Regions from separate parts of the Mus musculus genome. Here region 1 is linked to region 2. A link is a contact called in public Hi-C data. All regions are on one chromosome and are shown on one strand. Each heading gives the region's core, a stretch centred on a gene start, on an enhancer-like site or on the middle of the called end of the contact. The rest is flanking DNA. Distances are from core to core; before and after follow the strand shown.

Region 1 (4,675 bases), core at 1,547-4,046, 200 kb after region 2:
TTTTATAGGGTGAGAGGTTTCAATTCAATGGCCTTTAACAATTCCTCCTGAAAGAGATGCTGCTGAGGTCAGTCAATATACAAGTGAAGCAACTGGCCTTGAGCTCTTGCCAGAAGGAGTAGCCTGTTCCTCCCATGCTCTGTTTTTAATAACTAAAACACTTTGTAGATCATACCAGGAAGCACAGCGGGCTTTGGTCCTGTGGGCATGAAAGGCAGTTTTTTCTGGGCCTGGTGCCCAAAGAGAAGCAGCTATGAGAGGATCTGCCTAGTTCTGCAGTAACTTGATATACCAGGCTACTACCCAGATGGGGGGAGGGATTTGCCCCTTCTTAGAGTAGAAGGGGAGGATGGGGGAGGAATTGTGTGAGACAGGGACTGGGAGTAAAGCAGGGCTGTGATCAAGATGTAAAGTGAATAAATAAATTAATTAATGGGATAAAACAAACAAGGAGAGAGCAAAAAAAGAAAAAAGAAAGAAAGAAAAGTCTTAGCAAACATAGAAATAAAAAATGGGAGGAAACATATATCAACAGGGTTAGTGAGAAAAGAGGAGGTACAGTATATAAATAATCAAATGAATTTTCAGGCTTCTCCCAAACAGTAATAGTTATTTTAAATGAAAATGTCTAAACAGGAGATAAAAAGCAAGGACCATCAGAGTGGATTGAAAAAATAACATGCTTGTACCATATGTTATCCCCAAGAGATTTAGCATTAAATATAAAGTATAGGTAGGTTGGATGTAAGATGGTGGCCACATGTATTGCTCATGCCAATAATCCCAGGAGGAAGGAGGACTGCCATGATTTGCATGCCAGCCTGGGCTACTATTGAGTTCTAGGCTAGCTTACACTACAGAGGAGACTTTGCTCCCCAAATATATAAACAACTCCAAACAGAAAGTAAAAAGGAAGAAAAAAAAAGTGGTGTGTGTATGTGTGTGTGTGTGTGTGTGTGTGTGTACATAGAATGAAGGTGTTATCTCTCAAAAATCCATGCAGACTGTGGTTCCCAGAGAATGAGATTAAGACTGCAGAGTAAGATGTTGCATGACAATGAGAAGTCTATCAAGGAGACTGAGGAATGGAGTGCGCATTGACTAGAAAACATAGTTTATGTAGCTAAAGCCCTTACAGATGAAAGGAAAAATAGTCAGATCTATTTTATACTTGGAGATGTCAGTACCTGACTCTTGACTAGGTAATTTGTAGAAACCACACAGAAAGCCACATGAGGTTTCTGAGATTAAGGAAACTGAAAGGTTGTAGAATTCCTCAGACATTGCTATGCATTAGAATGAGGGGGAGGCAGGCTGACTGGTATACCTGGAAAGGAGGCCAGTGGCCACAGAGCAGTTCTGAGTCCTGACTGTAGATCTTTACAAATGAGATCATGTAGAACTACACAGACAAGCACATGCCTGTAAAGTTGGTGTAATCTCACAGACTGGATCCACCTCAGTGTCCTTGTTTTGATATTTTCCTTTAGTAACCCAGGCTAATGTGTCTTGGGTACATTGGACCTACGCTCTCCTTTCCTCCCTCTCTGCCTCCCTCCATGGCTCCCTCCTTATGCTCATCTGTTCATCCCTCCCTCCTTCAGATCTTCCTTATTTTCTTCCTTTTTCTTGCTCATGTTGTTTTATTTTTTGCAAGCCTTGTACTTATTTCATAATGACCTTAAAACAAATGAAGAATTTCTTCACTCTGGAGCTCAGCAGGGTATCAGATTCACACCTGTGCTTGGTAGTGCCTTCCCATCCTCACACAAATCCATCCCTCTTTCTGGATAAATTTGGGATGAGATCGTTATGACAACAGTCTGCTAGGTACCTATCTTAGAGATGAAGCCCTCTTGTCTTTTGTGAGGGCAGAAGCAAAGTTGTTGGTGAGGGATGCAGGCCCAGGGGGGGTCTTCTGGCCTTCAAAGTCTGCGGAAAGGCACTCTGACAGTAAGAGGCATAGTAATTATGCCCAATTGTTCTGAGATTTTACTCAAGTTATACGAAGCTAAAAATAGGGCCATTTGTGTTGTGGTGCAGGTGTAACAGCTGGGAAACCCAGCAACAGAGACGAAAGGTTTTTATTGGTGGATGGGGGTGAGGCTGAACATTCTTGTTTGATTCCATTTTCTTCTGTTACCCATGCATAGAACACTATCTATTTGAATCAACTAGATCTCCTTCAGAACAATCTTTGAAAGAAAAGAATTCACATGATTATGTTTTTATGGTATCAGAAATGCCTATTTTCTTTGTGAAATTGTCAATAATGATCAAAATCATAAGAAAATCAGATGGAGGGAAATATTTACAGAAAAGAATAGGGTGTTTTGTTTTGTTTTATTTTGTTTTGTTTTGTTTTGTTTTGTTCTTCAGATGTTCTGCTCATTCAGTGTATATATGTGTGTGTGTGCATGTGTGTTGTGTCTGTGTGCATGTGTAGCAGTGAATAGTTAATCTGCTTTGGCTTCTGGCTGTCATGCTTCCTCTGCACCCACACAAAAGCTGTGGATTTGAGAATGAAAGACACACACACACACACACACACACACACACACACACACATATACACACATACACACACGCGCACACGCGCGCCACTTAATTTTGATATGCTTTGACTAGCTCAATGTCTGGGCACTTCTAATCCTTCCTGTAGCTAGCACACACTCCCTTCTGGCATTCCTGAGTTAACATCTTTTAAAATCTATTTCATCATAATCAGAGGAGTGGCTCCTAGGGCCACTTTCCAAGATTCTTGTGTGGTGGGCGTTGTTTAAGTCAGCTCTCTTTTCTTCCCTGTCATGGGGATTCTGCCTGTTCTTCTCTCTTCCCTTGGTCCCTTGCCTATGCAATCTAAAAGTCCCACCCAAGTCTCCCTGCCCAGGGGAATTGCTGTATGGCAATTCTTTATTACCAGTTGAAGCCAAATGGGGGTGCAGCTTTTGGGAGCCAAATTAAGACAAAACATTAGAACCAATTTCCAACACACATGTGTCTTTGTGTGTGTGTGTGTGTGTGTGTGTGTGTGTGTGTGTGTGTGTGTAGGAGTACTCATGCAGTCTCCTAGGTAAGCATGTGAATTTATATGTGTATGTGCTTTGAATGCAGGTATGTGCATGTGTGAATATTATACATGTGTGTTTGGTGTGTGTTGCTGTGTACACAGGTAAGCATACCTTCCAGTGGCTCCAGCTGGAGAGTGGAAACATGAGACTCAACGTGTTCATCTCAAATTGTCCCGCTTTTCTGTTTTGACCTGCTGTGGTTTCTGTGAGGACACAGCTTTGCTAGTGCTTTTTATCACCTCTAGTATTTACATGCTATACCTGGGAGCCACAACCCTCCTGCCTCATTTTTGCGTGTGTTACCATTATGCTTCATCATGTCTGGCTACATTTGGTTTTTACACTACTACAGACCTAGGTGGTGGATCCAGTAATTCCTATCTCACTTCGCTTGTACCTGAGGAAATAAAGGCTTGCAGAAGACGGTGAACTCCAGCACCCACACCCTGTTGGTTTACAGATGTTGAATGACATAAAGTGACTGCTCTCTGCATGATAAGCAGGCCTGGAATTTGGCCAGATTTGGGGAATACATTTTGCTGTGAAAGCATTTCAGGCAGTTGCCAGCTGATTTTTGTTCTAAATTTGGCAACTCTTACTCAGATATGTTTACTCAATGTAGAAGTTCATGGAGATGGAGGAAATTGACTTGGGATTTTACAACTCCCTGACCATCTGATATCGGGTGGCTTAAACCTCAGTACAGCAAACCTTTTTATTACACACATTTGGTTGCGATGGAGACAGTCACTGTTCTCATCATCAGCTCCATATTTGGAGGGTCTTAATGCCACTTGCTTATTCAATGCACACTTTCCCCTCAGAGGCCCAAGCACCCTGGAGTGCACTTTTAAAAAGGCTCTTCCACCTTTTCTGTCACAGAGGGTAGCAAGGGACATAAATTACAGTGTGCTTTCAGGGACTGCTGTGTGCTTCAGACTTCTGGACTGCTTCAGTGTAAGCTGGTACCCACTGTAGATGCTGCCTTCCTTCGGGAAACAGTTGGTTACATCGATGGGCTCTTCTTAATCAACGTAATGCTTCATTTTCCACTCTTTCCATGTTCTATATTTAAACTAAAGACTGATGGTTTGAAGATGTGATTCTTGAATTCTCTTTGCTGAAAACACCGTGTAACTGCTTTTTTACTTTGCTGTTATCTTGCTTCCCTTGTTTTAAAACCAGGTATTATCTTTGTTTTCCATCCCAAAGTGAGTCACAAAATGGAGAACAATGGACAACGTGAAGTCTATATTGTGTGCTCCTCACTTTTTCTGGCCGCACTCGAGTCTGTCTATCTGTCTGTCCACTTAGGCGTTTCTGTGTGTCTGTTGTGTGTGACCCTGTGCCTGTGGCTCTCATGAAAATAGAGGAACAGGGTCTATATGGGCATATGGCAAAGTCTACATAAATTTCAACATGTGAATTCATTAACCCACAGGAACAGTTTGATCAACCGATTCCCGATAGTTCCTCTCGCCAAAGATTATGTTCCAGACAGGTACCCCATGGCACTGGTAAATTTTAGTTCCAAATGCTTCACTTTGGTTGACGGTGGTGGATCTAAGGTATTTGCAATGAAAAAAAATGATAATTTTCCATTC
Region 2 (4,781 bases), core at 1,432-3,931:
AGCCAGGACAATTTGGGGCAGTGAGGGACACAGGAGAGAAGAGGAACACTGATTACCTTCTAACCGCATGCATCTTGAGTGTGAGGTATTACTAGTTTGCCAAGGAAAGGCTAGCATTAGTACAGAGACGCTAAAGGCACAAATGAAAGAGGTCAGGCGAAACGACATTTCCAGAACCTCGAGGGTAAGCCAGGCATAGTTTATGATCTCTGTACATGGCTCAGGCCAAGACTATTGTGGAACCCTTTCCATGACACAGGCACTAGCCTGGCTTGAAAAATAAAAATCAGTGACATAATGGACTCAAGGAGAGGATGGAAGTGTGGCACACTTGTCTAACAGCAGCAGATGTCCTTAACACACATGAACTTCTGAATCTCTTCCAACCCAAGTAGGAGGAAACAGCTTCCTTTAAGCCATCTTCTGCTTCCACTTGTAAAAATCCTCTTTTCTTTTGTCTAACTCATTTCTGAGACCCTGCAACCAGAAACCGCCTTGCTCAGGAAGAAAGCATGGGTCAAGACATATTCACCACAAACCGAAGGGTACAGGACTGCAGAGGTGGCAACCAAAGGGTTGTCCTGTTCTGCAGGGCTTCACAATAGCACAAGCCCCCAAGACCACAAAATGAGAGCACGTGGGATAACTTACCCAAAGTGACTGGATAAGGTCATGGAAATACAGAAGACAAGGAGGGTTTGGGTCATGATAAATCTAGAGAGCATTCCATTGTCCATTCCCAGTAAGAATAATAGTCGAAGCAGATGAATTTGGAAGAAAAACTGTTCTTGCCTCCAACTTGATCTTGACGCTGAAAGTAGACAAAAGGGAGAAACACATGAACACGGATGTTCCCGTCACTACAGTGAATCCAACCATGCTGCTGCCACAGTGAAGCTGACAAAGACTGAAGCCTGGCCCTTGTTACTAGCAGACTGTGCCAGCTCAGTTTGCACCATCTCCTCTGGGCAGCAAGGCGGTGTAAAAAGGTGACAGTTGCAGCTTTAGTTCACTTTTACAGAGTGTACAGTCGTTTTAATAGACTGATTGCATCCCTTAATATTGTACTGTTTTAGCAGGGTATAAATGACCCAATTATTAACATAGGTCTCAAAGTTATCTGACAATTGCATTTTGCATCTATCAAATCCACAAGTTAGATAAATTTACCTTTCTGAAATATTTGCCACACGTTCAAAGCCAGCAAGCTGCTTCTTGTTCTGCAAGGTGCTGAAAGTGTGTGGGAAGAGGGGGAAAGGCACATGTCAGAAACACGTCTTCTATAGGATCGCAATGGTAGACTTGCCGGTGAGGGTCAGACTTTCTGGGTTGGCATTCTGCCCCCAGGACTACATGGCTTAGTAATCACGACACTTGGAACATATCTCTGTTCTTAGCTAGACGCTGGTTAGCGCAGTGGTAATCCAAGCAAGCACTGACCCTGGGCCAGCAGCAACCTTAGAGAAGGCACATAACATCTCAACATGCGCATAACGCAAATAGATGCTCAATGCACACGAGCAAGCCAGAGTTCCAAAAGAAACACATTTCTACGGAGACACCCCCCAACCCCAAAGTCCAGAACTGAAAAACCACACAACAGGTACTTCCATCTCGAAGGATAAGGCCCTCTGAGATTCCCTTCAAGAATAGAAGGCTGGCATGCGGTGGTCGCTTGGGCGAATCCTAGGGCTCGGCGCCGGTAGCCAGGCGAGTCTAGGCGGCGAGCACGCGGCGCCGCATGCAGGAAAACCCGGGCGGTGCCTTCTGCTGCCCCTGAGCCCCCGACTTCTCGATCCCCACAGCGAGACTGCTCTCCCTGGGGCCCCCCAGATTCCGGTGCGAGCTCACCAGTGCTGGCGCACAGCGCAGGTGGGATAAGGGGTGGCACTGCGGAGCCGCAGCCTCCGCCACCCCGCACCTGCTGCCGCTCCGCAGCGCCACCGGACACCTCTGGTGGTCCTGCCCTCAGGCTCGTCCCTCCAGACCTCCTTAGCCCCCAAGCCCGCCAGCTGAGCGCTCGGCAGGCAGCGCCTTCTTCCTCTGCTGCGCGCGGTGCAGTGGCGGCGCAGCCAGAGCCCGGCCTCGAGCAACCCGCGCGACAGGCGCGCGACACCAAGTGGGGCCCGCGCCCACCGCGCGCCCCTGCTCCTGAGCGGGAGCCGCCTTCCAGGCCGGCGAGCTCCACGACGGCCGCAAGCAGCAGCTCTCTGCTGTCCACCGCGAACCAGGAGGCGCTGCGCCCACAGCCCCGTCCAGCCGCGCCACCGGATCCCCTGCCCTCCGTGCTGGTGGCCTCCGCAGTCTCCGGGCAAAGTTTGCACTGCGGGATCCGAGAGCGCCCAACTGCCCTGCGCTCTTCCTGATTCTGAGGCCGGGGTGCCCGCAACGGTGGCCGCCGCAGCTCCTTACCCTACGCGCGGGCCCCGGCTGGCGAGCCGTCGGCGAGGGCGCATCCTGCTTCGCCGCCGCCCGCTGTCCCTGCGCGGCTGGCTGGTGCGGTGTCACCGCCCCATACTGCCGGAGCGAACTTGCCCGGCGCTCGGCGCCGAGGAGCCCCGGAGCCCTGCGCTCCCGCTGCCGCCTTGCGGCTCTGTTCCGCGCCGCGCCTGAGGCCGCGCGTTGCCCCGCTGCAGATTCCCCCAGCGCCCCCGGCGGACTCGCGCTCGCTCTCACCTCTCCAAAGCGCCACATGTCGTCTCTGGGTTTGAGGAACGTCCCTCTGCCTAGGCGCCCGGTAGAGGCCGCCAGACTCTCATCAAATGCACGGCCCCCGGCCCCCGCTCAGCCCAGGAAGCGGGCATGGGAGCTACTGTCTGACCCGCTTCGGGAAAGACCATGTTTCTGCTGAAGTTGCTTGTGGGCATTGGAAGCATATTTGGTTCCCCCTGGAATAATCGCTAGTCACCTTTTAGGACAGAGGAGGCAAGGTGTGGGGACTGACATCAGCATCTGTAACCTAGGTGGATGCTTATGTCAGGTAGGATGGCCAGCACTTTTTGTTCTAACTCAGGAGCAACCTTGAATTTACCCAGCCATTCTTTTCAGAAAGAAACTGGTGCAAGAGAACCCTCATCATTTAATTCACGAAGAGTAATTATTGCTGGATCTTACAGTGAAACCCTTTCACAATAGCAGTGCATGTTTAGGACGTTAGTGAAGACTCATTCCTTGATAAGCTATAGCATCCTTAATGCAGATACAGAGTATGGGGTCGCAGATATAAAAGTAGGTCACAGGCGGTGCAAAGCTTTTCTGTGCCCCTCTGGGGGCTGGAAGGAAGATATTACCTTCTCAGCGGGCACTTGCGGTTGATTAACGTGTTGGTCCAATGTCAGTATCATAGTTTATGCGAGACAAGGGCAGCCAGGACCAATTACGACTGGGAAGAAAAGGCCCTTTCAAATGTTACACAAACTGGACGCGGAGGCAGCTCCTTTCTCTACTGCAGTGTGTTGTTTCCACTGGAGTAAGCTTAGAGCTTGCTTAGCGTACAGAAAGCACTGGGTTCCATTCCCTGCGCTATGTAATCCCCGCACTGTTGGCATATGCCTGCAATCCCAGAACCCAGGAGGAAGAGCAGAAGCTCAAGGTTATTGTGCAGTCTACTGAGTTCTATGCCCTCCTGGTATCCATGCTAACCTGTCCAAAACAAAACAAAACACCAGAAAAGACTTGAATCGAAATCCTGGGGTTTGCTTCGGTGTTGCAAATTTTGTGGGGCACAGACTGTTCAGTGACTTCTAAGTGACAGCACGAACAGTCAAATCTCTCTCTCCCTGTTGGATCCTTCTTTAACAGCGCTGAGCAGAAAAGCCCACCCAAGCCTCTACCCATTCTCCAGTTGGGCCAAAGTACTTAATGGCACTTTTACACATTATAGAAACTCTGATTTTTCCAAAATGAGAACCTGTAAAATTATTTCAGAAACAGGATATAAGTATTACCTTTTTTGCACACATGTAATAGAGCTTACCATGACTATATAGTTAGCCATAGTCTTAAATGACTCTGAGACAAGGGATTCTTCTTGATAGAACATATTCATTCATTCAAGTGGCTTTTCTAAGATGGATAAATTGCACACATGGATTTCTCCATTTGCTGAGTTCTCTGAAGATGTGCCACTAGGATAAAGTTCCCTGAGTAGTCTATAGTTAAGATTCTGAAGGTCCCCTGAAGATTCGGGTTCTAGAGTCTTGATTACCTGCTAGTGAGGCAGGTGGGGAGTGGTGTTAGGTGCTGGGCCATCAGAAGTGTACCCTTGAAAGGGAATAGAGGGCAACCCCTCCTTTTACTGGTTGCTCCTGATGAGCACCATCCTGAAACCCTGCCCTCCCAGCTGCAGAGGACTAACTAGCCACAAACTCAGAGGCAATGCCACGGAAATCCCTAGGACTCCTCCTCAAAGGGACCTTTTCTTCTTGCAACTTGTCTATTCTGACTTTTTTTCATCATGGTGGATGCAAATATAACATAATAATTAAAATCACCAAATTTTTAAACAGTCAATTTGAAATTATAACTAGCTTAATAGGCTTTTCACTTATTGTGTGTTAATTCTAGATTTACAAATGCCAAGGCATCTGCTATTCTCTTAACTAAACAGCATAATGCAAGCAGGAAGATTTAAACAATTAGTGAGTGGAAAGCTGAGCACAAAGTGGCTAGGACTATTTTGGAAAAAACAAAACCATGTACTAATGAAATAACTTCTGTATTTATCATAGTAATGAATATTTTTTTTTCGTGTGGAATCTGGATGTATTTTTCAAATTGAG

The links. A called contact is a pair of places that touch in the nucleus more often than the background predicts.
Region 1: a Hi-C map of cortical neurons shows a contact between it and region 2, with 3 times the contacts expected there. The contact joins the enhancer-like site here to the promoter of Gabra5 in region 2. A contact is called at or near these places in 1 of 39 promoter capture datasets (hippocampal neurons), 3 of 484 Hi-C or Micro-C datasets (cerebral cortex, cortical neurons and nephron progenitors) and 1 of 9 other capture datasets (embryonic stem cells).

The regions. Positions count from the first base shown.
Region 1 is chr7:57,703,560-57,708,234 of GRCm38.p6, forward strand. All of the region lies in intron 3 of Gabrb3 (gamma-aminobutyric acid (GABA) A receptor, subunit beta 3), which reads left to right. Among named protein-coding and RNA genes, the nearest start is that of Gabrb3, 110 kb to the left of the region's middle. Within about 2 kb of position 2,797, at least 7 of the 459 cell types and tissues checked have an H3K27ac peak or open chromatin away from gene starts, as enhancers often do. A contact at or near this core is called in cortical neurons, where this site is marked.
Region 2 is chr7:57,507,328-57,512,108 of GRCm38.p6, forward strand. Gabra5 (gamma-aminobutyric acid (GABA) A receptor, subunit alpha 5) reads right to left here and starts at 2,682. Exons shown (of 11, transcript NM_001362162.1): 1 at 2,413-2,682; 2 at 1,171-1,230; 3 at 652-811. The coding sequence starts at 737.